2 separate regions of the Mus musculus genome follow, and region 1 is linked to region 2. The links are chromatin contacts, called in public Hi-C maps. All regions are on one chromosome and are shown on one strand. The core of a region is the stretch at or near the end of the contact, and the rest is flanking DNA. Distances in the headings are between cores, read along the strand shown.

Region 1 (4,614 bases), core at 1,940-4,439, 330 kb after region 2:
GTTAGATCCCATCTTTTTCTATTGGGAATTCCCATGGATCAAAAAGTCTTTAGCTTATAAGAGCATGTTTTCATATACATCAAAGAATACCACTGAAGGAAACGAGGCACACGCTTGGCACATGCTCAGTAACATGTTCACAGTGGTTTGGGCATGTTCTGTGTGTCTATGTGGATCCACTGCACACAAACAATCCCCTAAGCTAATGACCCACCAGTCAAGAGTTGTCCATTTCCCAGGCCATAAAGACTAGTTCAGAGATGAGCACATGATCCAAAGAGACTTTGTCAGCATTCACTGGGACTTGGACAGTATAGTAAGAAAAGCTATGCAAGGATATATCTCATGACCACTCCCCCCAGCCACACAAAGGAAGTTACACACAATGCACAGGAATGGGGCCAGAAGGTAACAGGAAGTTTAAACCAAAACCAAGCCATTTAGAGAATGAGAGAGTGAGATGGGAGAGTGTTTTCCCTGTCAGTGCTGTTATAAGCCGGGTGGTTTATAATCACAGTACACGAGACTCTATTTCTAGCACCGAGGGCTGAGAAGTCTTAAATCAAGGTGCCAGTAGACTTACTGTCTAATGAGAGACTGCTTCCTGGTTCATAGGTGGTCATTTTTTCCTGATAACTTCACTTGAAAGGCAAGGATACTCTCTAGGCCTCTTTTATAAGGAAACAAATTACTGTCATCAGGACTCTGACTAAACACCTCCTAAAGGCACCACCTCCCATCACCTTGAAGGTTGGAGTTTCAGCATTTGAAGTGGGTGAGGCAATGAAGATTCAGGTCACAGTGGAGACAGGAAAAAAAAAACGATGAAAGAAAAGCCTGAAATGATTGAGAGATGGCATCGGGCTCTGGTTAAAAACCAGCTCTTCCCACCTCCGCATTGTGACCACTTGAACCTGTGATTTCCCTTTGTCTTTCTGTCATTTGGAACAGAAAGGACCCTGGAACCAGCAAGTGCTCAGATCTCAGTTCTGTCTGACATGTTAGCAGTGCCTCACAAAAACCCAGGAGCCGCAGCAACTGCTGTTTAACTCAAGCAAGAAGTGTGGTAGAAACAACCGAATGTTTAGAGAACTAACTCTAGGGAAATGATAAATTTCCTATCATGCTCTCAGGTGGTTTGTTCTCCTGTTTGGTTTCCATATGTAGGCTTTTTTCTTTGGATTTTAAAAATTATTTGATGTATGTATGTATGTATGTATGTATGTATGTATGTATGTATGTATTTTTGAAATAGCTTTTCACTGTGTAGTTCTGGCTGTCCTGGAACTCAATATGTAGACCAGGCTAGCCCCCAACTCACAGAGATCCACCTGCCTGACTGTGCAACTCAAACTGAAGGTATGTGCTGGGTTTCTCTGGTTTTATCGAAGCAAAAACTGATGCTTTTTCTACTAAATGCTCAGGCGACAAACAAAAAACAAACACAGAAGAAAAAACAAGCCCTCTCCCTCCAACAAAGACAAAATTTAAAAACCAAAAACCTAATAGATTGGACCTCAAAACTATGAAAATGTTTTCTGTATCAAAGAATTCTATCAGGAAAGTAGAGAGGCAAGCTGGGTGCAGTGGTGGATGCCTTTAGACCCAGCCAGGGAGCTCTCCCTGAGTTCAGGGCAGCCTGCTCTGTCTACACAGTGAGTTCCAGGACATTCAGGGATATGTACAGGGAGACCCTGTTTCAAACAAAACAGAAACAAAACAAAACAAAACAAAAACAAAACAAAAAACAAAAATAAAATAAAAATACAATCTACAGAATGGGTTGAGAATGTCTAACCATTCACTAAGGGGTCAATAATATATAAAGAACACCACAATCCAACATCAGTGAGGCCATCTGATTAGGAAAGAGTGAAAACGTGGGGACATACTGCTCCCCAGAGTGCACAGATGGCCAAAGCACCCTGAAGAAACAGACATTAGAAAATGCAGGTCAAAAGGGTGGAGTAATAACCACTGCATACCAGTTAGACTGGCTGGGAAAACCACAAATGGGGCTGGAGATGGGGCTCTGTTCTTCCAGAGGTCCTGAGTTCAATTCCTAGCAACCACCTGGTGGCTCATAACCATCTGTAATGGGATCTGATGCCCTCTTCTGGTGTGTCTGAAGACAGCTACAGCATACTCGTATACATGAAATAAATAAGTCTTAAAAAAAAAAGAAAAAGAAACACACACCACACAAACATACATACACACAGACCAAAGACACACTTATACACCTACCCACACACAGTGTACACATAGACACACAGACACACAGACACACACACACACACACACACACACCAAGAAGCACACAGAATGTACCAGTTGTTGGTGAGGATGGGGAGGGATTAATGCTTGTGTTGCTGATGAGAACAAAATGTAATATGGCCACCACCACTGGAAATCAACACAGTGTGGTTCCTCAGATGTTAAACAGTGACTCACCATGTAGTTAGTGATTCTATCTCTAGGTGTGGGAAGGAAGAACTCCAAACGAGACATTGTTTTAAAAATACATTATGCATTATTCAGAGCAGTCAAGACAGGAGAAGTCCAAGAGAGTCTCTTTCCAGAAGAATGGAGCAGGGAACTGGAGTCATAAAGACAGTGGGATGTGTTCCCAGATTGAAAAAAGCTAAAAAAAACAAAAACAAAAACCAACCAAGCAACAACAACAAAAAAACCCCCCAAAAAACCACCCCCCCAAAACCCCAAACCTTCTCTCCCAGATAACATTGTTTCTCAGAATGCATCTATAGAGCTGGTGGATTAGTGGTCGTGGAGGGCAGTGGCTGGGACGAGAGGTTAACAGTTAAGGGAAGAGGAGGACCTCAGGCTGCTAACCAAAATGGCCTGAAACTGATTGAAGGCAGTGATCCCACAGTTGGATTCTACACTGGAAACGAGAGCACCATACTATATGCAGAATGTGCTCTTGCAAAGCTGAAAAACAAACAAGGCAAAAAAACTACAGCAACTACCCGACTCCAGCCATGTTTCTGGAAATACTACTCAGAGGAAACCAGACACTGGGGGAGGGCGGGGAGCATGCTAGTCAGTCAGAGGAGGCTGGAGGTGAGGAAACTGTGTGACCTCCCAGCTCTCGAGGCCTTGTGCTTAGCCTGCTTTCCTCCTCCACACAGAGGCTGGCTGCCAGCTGTCTACATCCTGCTGAATACCCTTCAGCAGAGCGAGTGAGTGAGAGAGTGGAGAATGCAGTGGAAAACACTCTGAGCAGCAAGCAGTCCCTTCTGTCACTGAGCTGCCATCTGAGTCCTAGAAGCTGTTGGCTTGACATCGCTATCCTTGCTACCGGAAGGAGTTACTCAGCTCAGCGAGTGGGAAAAGCCCATCCACAGAACACACAGCATCGGATTCTGTCCACTCCAGAAAACTGGGGAGCTGCTGCTCTGTCCCCGCTACTTTGACCCTTCTGTGTGGTGAGGCAGGAATGGGGACCCTGCAGCCCCAGGTATTGCTGGGTGCCGGCACCCATTTCTCTTTCACTACCATTGGGGTGACGCCTAACCTTTAGCATCTAAAGGACCTTGTAAGGCTTCCCAGGCAGCAGAGAGCATTTATTAAGCACCCAATGAAGCCAGTCACCACCTGTCTTAGTTCGGGTTTTACGGCTGTGAAGAGATACCATCACCAAGGCAACTCTTATAAAGGACAGCATGTATTTGGGGGCTGGGTGACAGGTTCAGAGGTTCAGTGCATTATCATCACGGCAGGAAGCATGGCACTTGAAAGGCAGACATAGTGTTGCAGGAGCGGAGAGTTGTACATCGTGATCTTCAGGCAGCAGAAGGAGACTGTGTATCACACTAGGTGTAGCTTGAACATAGGAGACATTAAAACCCACCCCCACAGTGACATACTTCCTCCAATAAGGCCACACCCACTCCAACAAGGCCACACCTCCTAATAGTGCTATTCCTTATGGGTCAAGCATTCAAACACATGAGTCTGTGGGGGTCATACCCTCCAACCACTACAACACCGTAGTGTGATCTTTTGGTTTCCTTTAATCTGTATCAGCATGGTTTCAGCTGCTAGTCCTCTCTGCTGCAGGCAGGGACTATAAGGCCCCCAAGGCTAAGCAATGTGCTTGTCATCTTGGGTCACACATCACAGACTGAGCTGACATCCAGTTTGCTCTTTGCATTACACATTCCTTTTCCATGACAGCACATCAGCTACGTGGTCTTGGATGGTACAAGGAATTCTCTCGGAAAGCAGGGTGCCAAAGTTTGTGTCCATAAAACATCATTTGGCAGCAAGTGGCCAATGTAAAGATGTAAAGAACACTACCCTTGGCACTCCCCACTGCACAGCAAGCCTGTGATCAGGGAGGCAGAAGGTCAAGGAGAAAGGCAGAACCTCCAGTTGGTGGTCCAAGAGCCAGGGTCACACCTGACCAAGTTAGGAAGAGGTCAAGAGGGAGCCTCGAGCCTTGTCTCCAGGGTGAGCATCTCAGACAGCTCTAACTCACAGAGCAGTTGAAAAGGTATCTTAGGGTTTTACCACTGTGAACAGACACCATGACCAAGACAAGTCTCATAAAGGACATTTAATTGGGTCTGGCTTACAGGTCCAGAGGTT
Region 2 (4,514 bases), core at 325-2,824:
TGAGAAAGGTCATGTAGGGTATGTGATTCTGTGTGATACTTGGTGTGCTTCCATCCCTTCCTTCTCACTCAATAAACTGCAGGCTCCTACCATAAAAAGGAAAAAGAAAAAAGAAGAAAAAAGTGTTTCCCTAAATAGGGCAGCTCTACAAAGATAGAACAGATACTAAAAATGCCTTTTCCCAATTAGTGGTGGCCAAACACACATGAGAAGATAGCTCAAAGTAACACACACATGTAAAAACACACACACTGTGATGTAAGATTAGTGCCCCAAGCATAATTAGAAACAGACACCAGCACACACTTAAGATTCGATGGGAACAGTATTGACTAGTACATCCATGGCCCCTGAAGGACCCCCAAGGAACAGATTATGGTCTTGCCAGTCTGTGGGACCTGTAGAAGTTGAGGAATCATCTTTGAAACCGTTCATATCTGCCCCCCCCCATCCGCCCACCCACAAGGTACAGGCTCTAGATTCCCAGAGAAAGATGGACATTCTGGACCTCCTCATCAAACGGATAGGGCGGTGGTGAGACCAGAAGTGCGGATTTATGTAATCCGGAGGCAGATGGCTCCTCTACACCTTCTCAGCCATCAGAAATTCGGTTTTTGTTTTTGTTTTTTATACTTCCTCCACAAGTAATAAAAAGAGAGCTATAACCTGATGAGAGTGTACGGTGGTGACAAGGTCAGGTTGTGGGGCTCATCATTCTGGTCCCGGTACAGCCAACCAGCTGGTCCTCCTTCCTGGACATTTGGGTGGCTCCTCAGCCAGCTGGACAGGAGGTTTCTGCCAGCACTGTCTTTCCCAGCGGGAGGGTCAGGAGTGACAACTGTTGTGTGCCCAGACCTGCGCAGATAGCCCGCCCGATGGGAAGTGAGAGGCTGCCCCTTACTGCTGTCCCATTACTGCTGTCCCACGCTGTGCTTTTATCTGGCTCCCACGTCCTCTCACACACATACAAAAATAAACCCCCAAAATCTCGGGTTTTTCTCTTCTCCTTCCTAAACTCAAGACACCGACCTGCGCACTGTGAGCGGAGCTGTCAAGGGCCCTTGCTAGCCAGAGTCTGAAACCCCGTGCCCGTCACTCACCCCCACCCCCACCCCCACCCCCACCCCCGTTCACCGGCCAGGAGCCATCTGTCTTATCTGGCCCGTGTTCGTCCCATATGGTTATTCAATCTTGGGAACTGTTGTGTGCATGTCTTATATTTCTTTCTCTACATTTCTCTGTATTTTTATCTGCCAGACTTAGTCTCGTCCGGCTCTTCTTGAGAATACCCAACTTCTCCCCCAAACCTCTCAAACAACCCCTTTCCTTTTCCCCACCCACCCATGCGCACACTGTTCTGCCTCCCCTGGTTCCACCCTCTCACCCCCAACCCCGTTCCTGCCAAGATCAGACATGCTCAGTCCCTGCCAAGGAGTCTGATACTTCGTGATATGCATGGGGAAGACTGGAGCAGCCTGCTATTTTTGTCAGCACTGGAATCCTACGGGCTTTGGGGGAATCAGTAACCCAGTCACTGTTCACCGCGATACCTCTCCTGAGCCCGGGACGAGCAGACTCACTTTATGACCTGCCTAGAAATCGGTTTACCAGGAACACTAACCCAGCTCGCCTATTGCCTACTTCTAGGTTGTTCTAGGTTGGCCTCAAGAGGGAGCTCTTGGACAATCCCCCCCCCCCCCCCCCCAGCCTTTATCCTTTGACAGTATCCTGTTGGCTGCCCTCTTCCATGGGAAAACACGTTTGCAGGTTAATATTTAACATCCGAGTTTCTCTCAGACCCTGGGGAATCCCAGTTCCATCTTGAGGAATATCAACACCGTGTTCCTTACAGAAGGACGCATGCTGAGGATGGAAGCCCTTGAATAGATAATCAATCTGTGAGAATCTGTACAAATAAAGATGACACGGAATGGAACGATCCCTTTACAGGGTTTAAGTATCTTCCTTAGAGAAAGATAATATATCTAAATAAAGGGCAAAACAAAATGCTCAGAGTAGAGACACCGCTTTAGAAGAAATCAGGGGAAGTTAGGTAAACGGGCCTGCCTGACAGGGAATGAACCTGTGTGATACTCTTTGTCCCGGAGTGAGGTAGGCACCTTTGGTGAAACCCCTCTTATTAATGCTCCTTCAAAGTAGCTTTTCATTTATTTTCATCTAAAATTCTATGGGGCAAACTAGCATGCCCCAGGGGTATGCTCGTTTTTGCTTTAGTATTTTAAACATGGGCTTTATGATCTTAAACAAGCCCAGGCGTGTACTCCTTAATGAGAATGCTTAGGAGTGGGCCGACCCCCACAGGAGTATGTGCGCTCTCCCTGTGCCTTCTTTGGGGGCAGCGCTGTTTTGTGATCAGTCTTTCCCCTGCTTTTGGCCTCCCGTCTGCCGCTTTTGGCTTCTCACTCACCACGCAATTCACCAATCGCTTTTTGTCACAACCTCACTGGGTGCGTTACAGCTATCAGATGGGAACAATCACACCAACCTTATAGGATTGCCACGCAAACGTCACCGTCCTCACAGAAGCCTGGCCCGAGGTTGCTGGGAAATACGCGGAAGCCGTGGGTTTGCCAGTGAAGTGGCGCTCTGAGGCATCTGACCTCTGCCTAAAGCCGGTCTGGGGTATTCCTACAGCACGAGGCTTGTCCATGCCAGCGTAGGGGACCCAGATAAACTACGCATTGTTGTATGAAGAGTGATCTAAAACACGAATCTTCTGGAAATTCTTCTTCTTTTTTTTTCTTTTTCTTTTTCTTTTTCTTTTTGTTTTTCGAGACAGGGTTTCTCTGTATAGGCCTGGCTGTCCTGGAGCTCACTTTGTAGACCAGGCTGGCCTCGAACTCAGAAATCCGCCTGCCTCTGCCTCTGCCTCCCGAGTGCTGGGATTAAAGGCGTGTGCCACCACGCCCAGCTTCTGGAAATTCTTTTTAAAGAATTTCTCTTTAAACGTAGGAAGACTTGGAAATAGAAAAAAAAAAAAAAAACACTTGAGCTCACGAGGAAAGACAAATACATCCGTGCGCACAGTAGGAAGGATCATGGGTAACCTGTGCTCTAACGTTACTCACCTGGAGGCAAGCACGCTCCAATGACTTGGGGGAGAATGGGTTTTCTCAGAGGCACATTCCCCCCTCCGACCACTAGATGGCGCCAAAAGCATGCTAAACCACTGACAATGTGCCTGTCCACCATTTCTGTGGCTCACAGGCTGTCCTGGGGCCAGCGCTGTTCATTGTAAGGTGCATTTCCCACCCCAACAGACATCCCAAAAGACACGCGCGCGCGCGCATGTGTGTATGTGCCTTTCTGTTAAAAAGCTCCATTAGAACTCTTAAATATCCTTGTAAAGCTCAGTCACCTAAGTGCAGTTCATGGCTTCTAGGATTATACTTAACCTGAAAGGGAGGAGGGAGAGTTGGGGGGAGGGGGGAGAATTCAGGAGTTCAAACTAGAAAACATATGGCGTTGCCATCACGTGATCCTGGCTTAATCCAGGCTGCAGTACGACATGACCTCAGCCGGGTCTTTTAATCCCCTTGAGCCTCCCTCCCTACCCTATAAAGGGTGACAGAGTGTTGAGGGGCTCAGCAGAGGGTACAGGTACCAAATAGCTCCTCATACCCTGCTCTCCAGAGCAGGGGATGGACTTCATCTTCTATCCATGCTGGGGAGAGAAAGATGGGTCCCAGCAGGCTTGTAGCGATTGTATTTCCCAGCCTCAGCCAAGATGGCCACGGGGCTAATGGCGCTATCTGTATTAACTCACAGGGCTCCGTATGCAATAAACAGTTACCTCGAATGCTGCCAAGTACATGGTACTTCGAGCAGGAATGTAAGAGTCTGAGCGATGATTATTACCTAGTAAGGGAGAGAGTTCACGGCTTAGTTTTCCTTGAAATGTATTCTCGCTGCGCAGCTCAGGCTGGCCTCAAATTTACTAGGATTACAGGCTTACACCACCAAGTTTCTTGAATGCCTCATCTGTGAGAGGCTCACGGGCAGGCAGAGGCATGACCACAAGCTGAGGCAAGAAACCCCCCCCCAAGTGGTGGCACTATACCTGGGCAAATCCTAGAGAGGAGTCTGGAGGAAGGCTGCCTGCTCCTTTGTGTTGCAGTGCCGACTCTGAAGAGCTCCGAGGAACATCTCGAGCTGGACTTGAGTGCGTGGATTTCCTGTGTCTGCAAGAAGTCATTGAACTGTGCATGCTTTCAGACGCTGCCACCGAAGGACTGGTTGCAGGATTGTGAGGTGCGCTCTTGGAATGAGGATTTGGTATAGGAGGGGGCCTTGGATGCAGGCCTCTCTCACTTGCTGGGAAGTTCAGTGTCACTCTGTGTTGCCCGGGGACTGTAGGACTGCACCTGGGCCTTCTAAATCAGAGCTGGGGACAGACAGGATTTTTCATCAGGCTCTCTCAACCCTAACCTGCTCCTCTCGAGTGCGGTACCTGCGACTGTGCACGATCAATGCCTGGGGTCACGATCAATACC

The links. Hi-C and Micro-C count contacts between places; a contact is called where the count stands out from the background.
Region 1: a contact with region 2 is called in a Hi-C map of cerebral cortex, with 3 times the contacts expected there. The contact joins two enhancer-like sites. A contact is called at or near these places in 8 of 484 Hi-C or Micro-C datasets (cerebral cortex, cortical neurons, embryonic stem cells and 2 more), 1 of 115 datasets of contacts at active chromatin or transcription factors (pancreatic cancer cells) and 1 of 9 other capture datasets (embryonic stem cells).

What each region holds. Positions count from the first base shown.
Region 1 is chr17:66,561,257-66,565,870 of GRCm38.p6, forward strand. All of the region lies in intron 2 of Themis3 (thymocyte selection associated family member 3), which reads right to left. Among named protein-coding and RNA genes, the nearest start is that of Themis3, 31 kb to the right of the region's middle. Within about 2 kb of position 3,190, at least 17 of the 459 cell types and tissues checked have an H3K27ac peak or open chromatin away from gene starts, as enhancers often do. A contact at or near this core is called in cerebral cortex, where this site is marked.
Region 2 is chr17:66,232,142-66,236,655 of GRCm38.p6, forward strand. No RefSeq gene overlaps it. Among named protein-coding and RNA genes, the nearest start is that of Gm20742, 42 kb to the left of the region's middle. Within about 2 kb of position 1,575, at least 36 of the 459 cell types and tissues checked have an H3K27ac peak or open chromatin away from gene starts, as enhancers often do. A contact at or near this core is called in cerebral cortex, where this site is marked.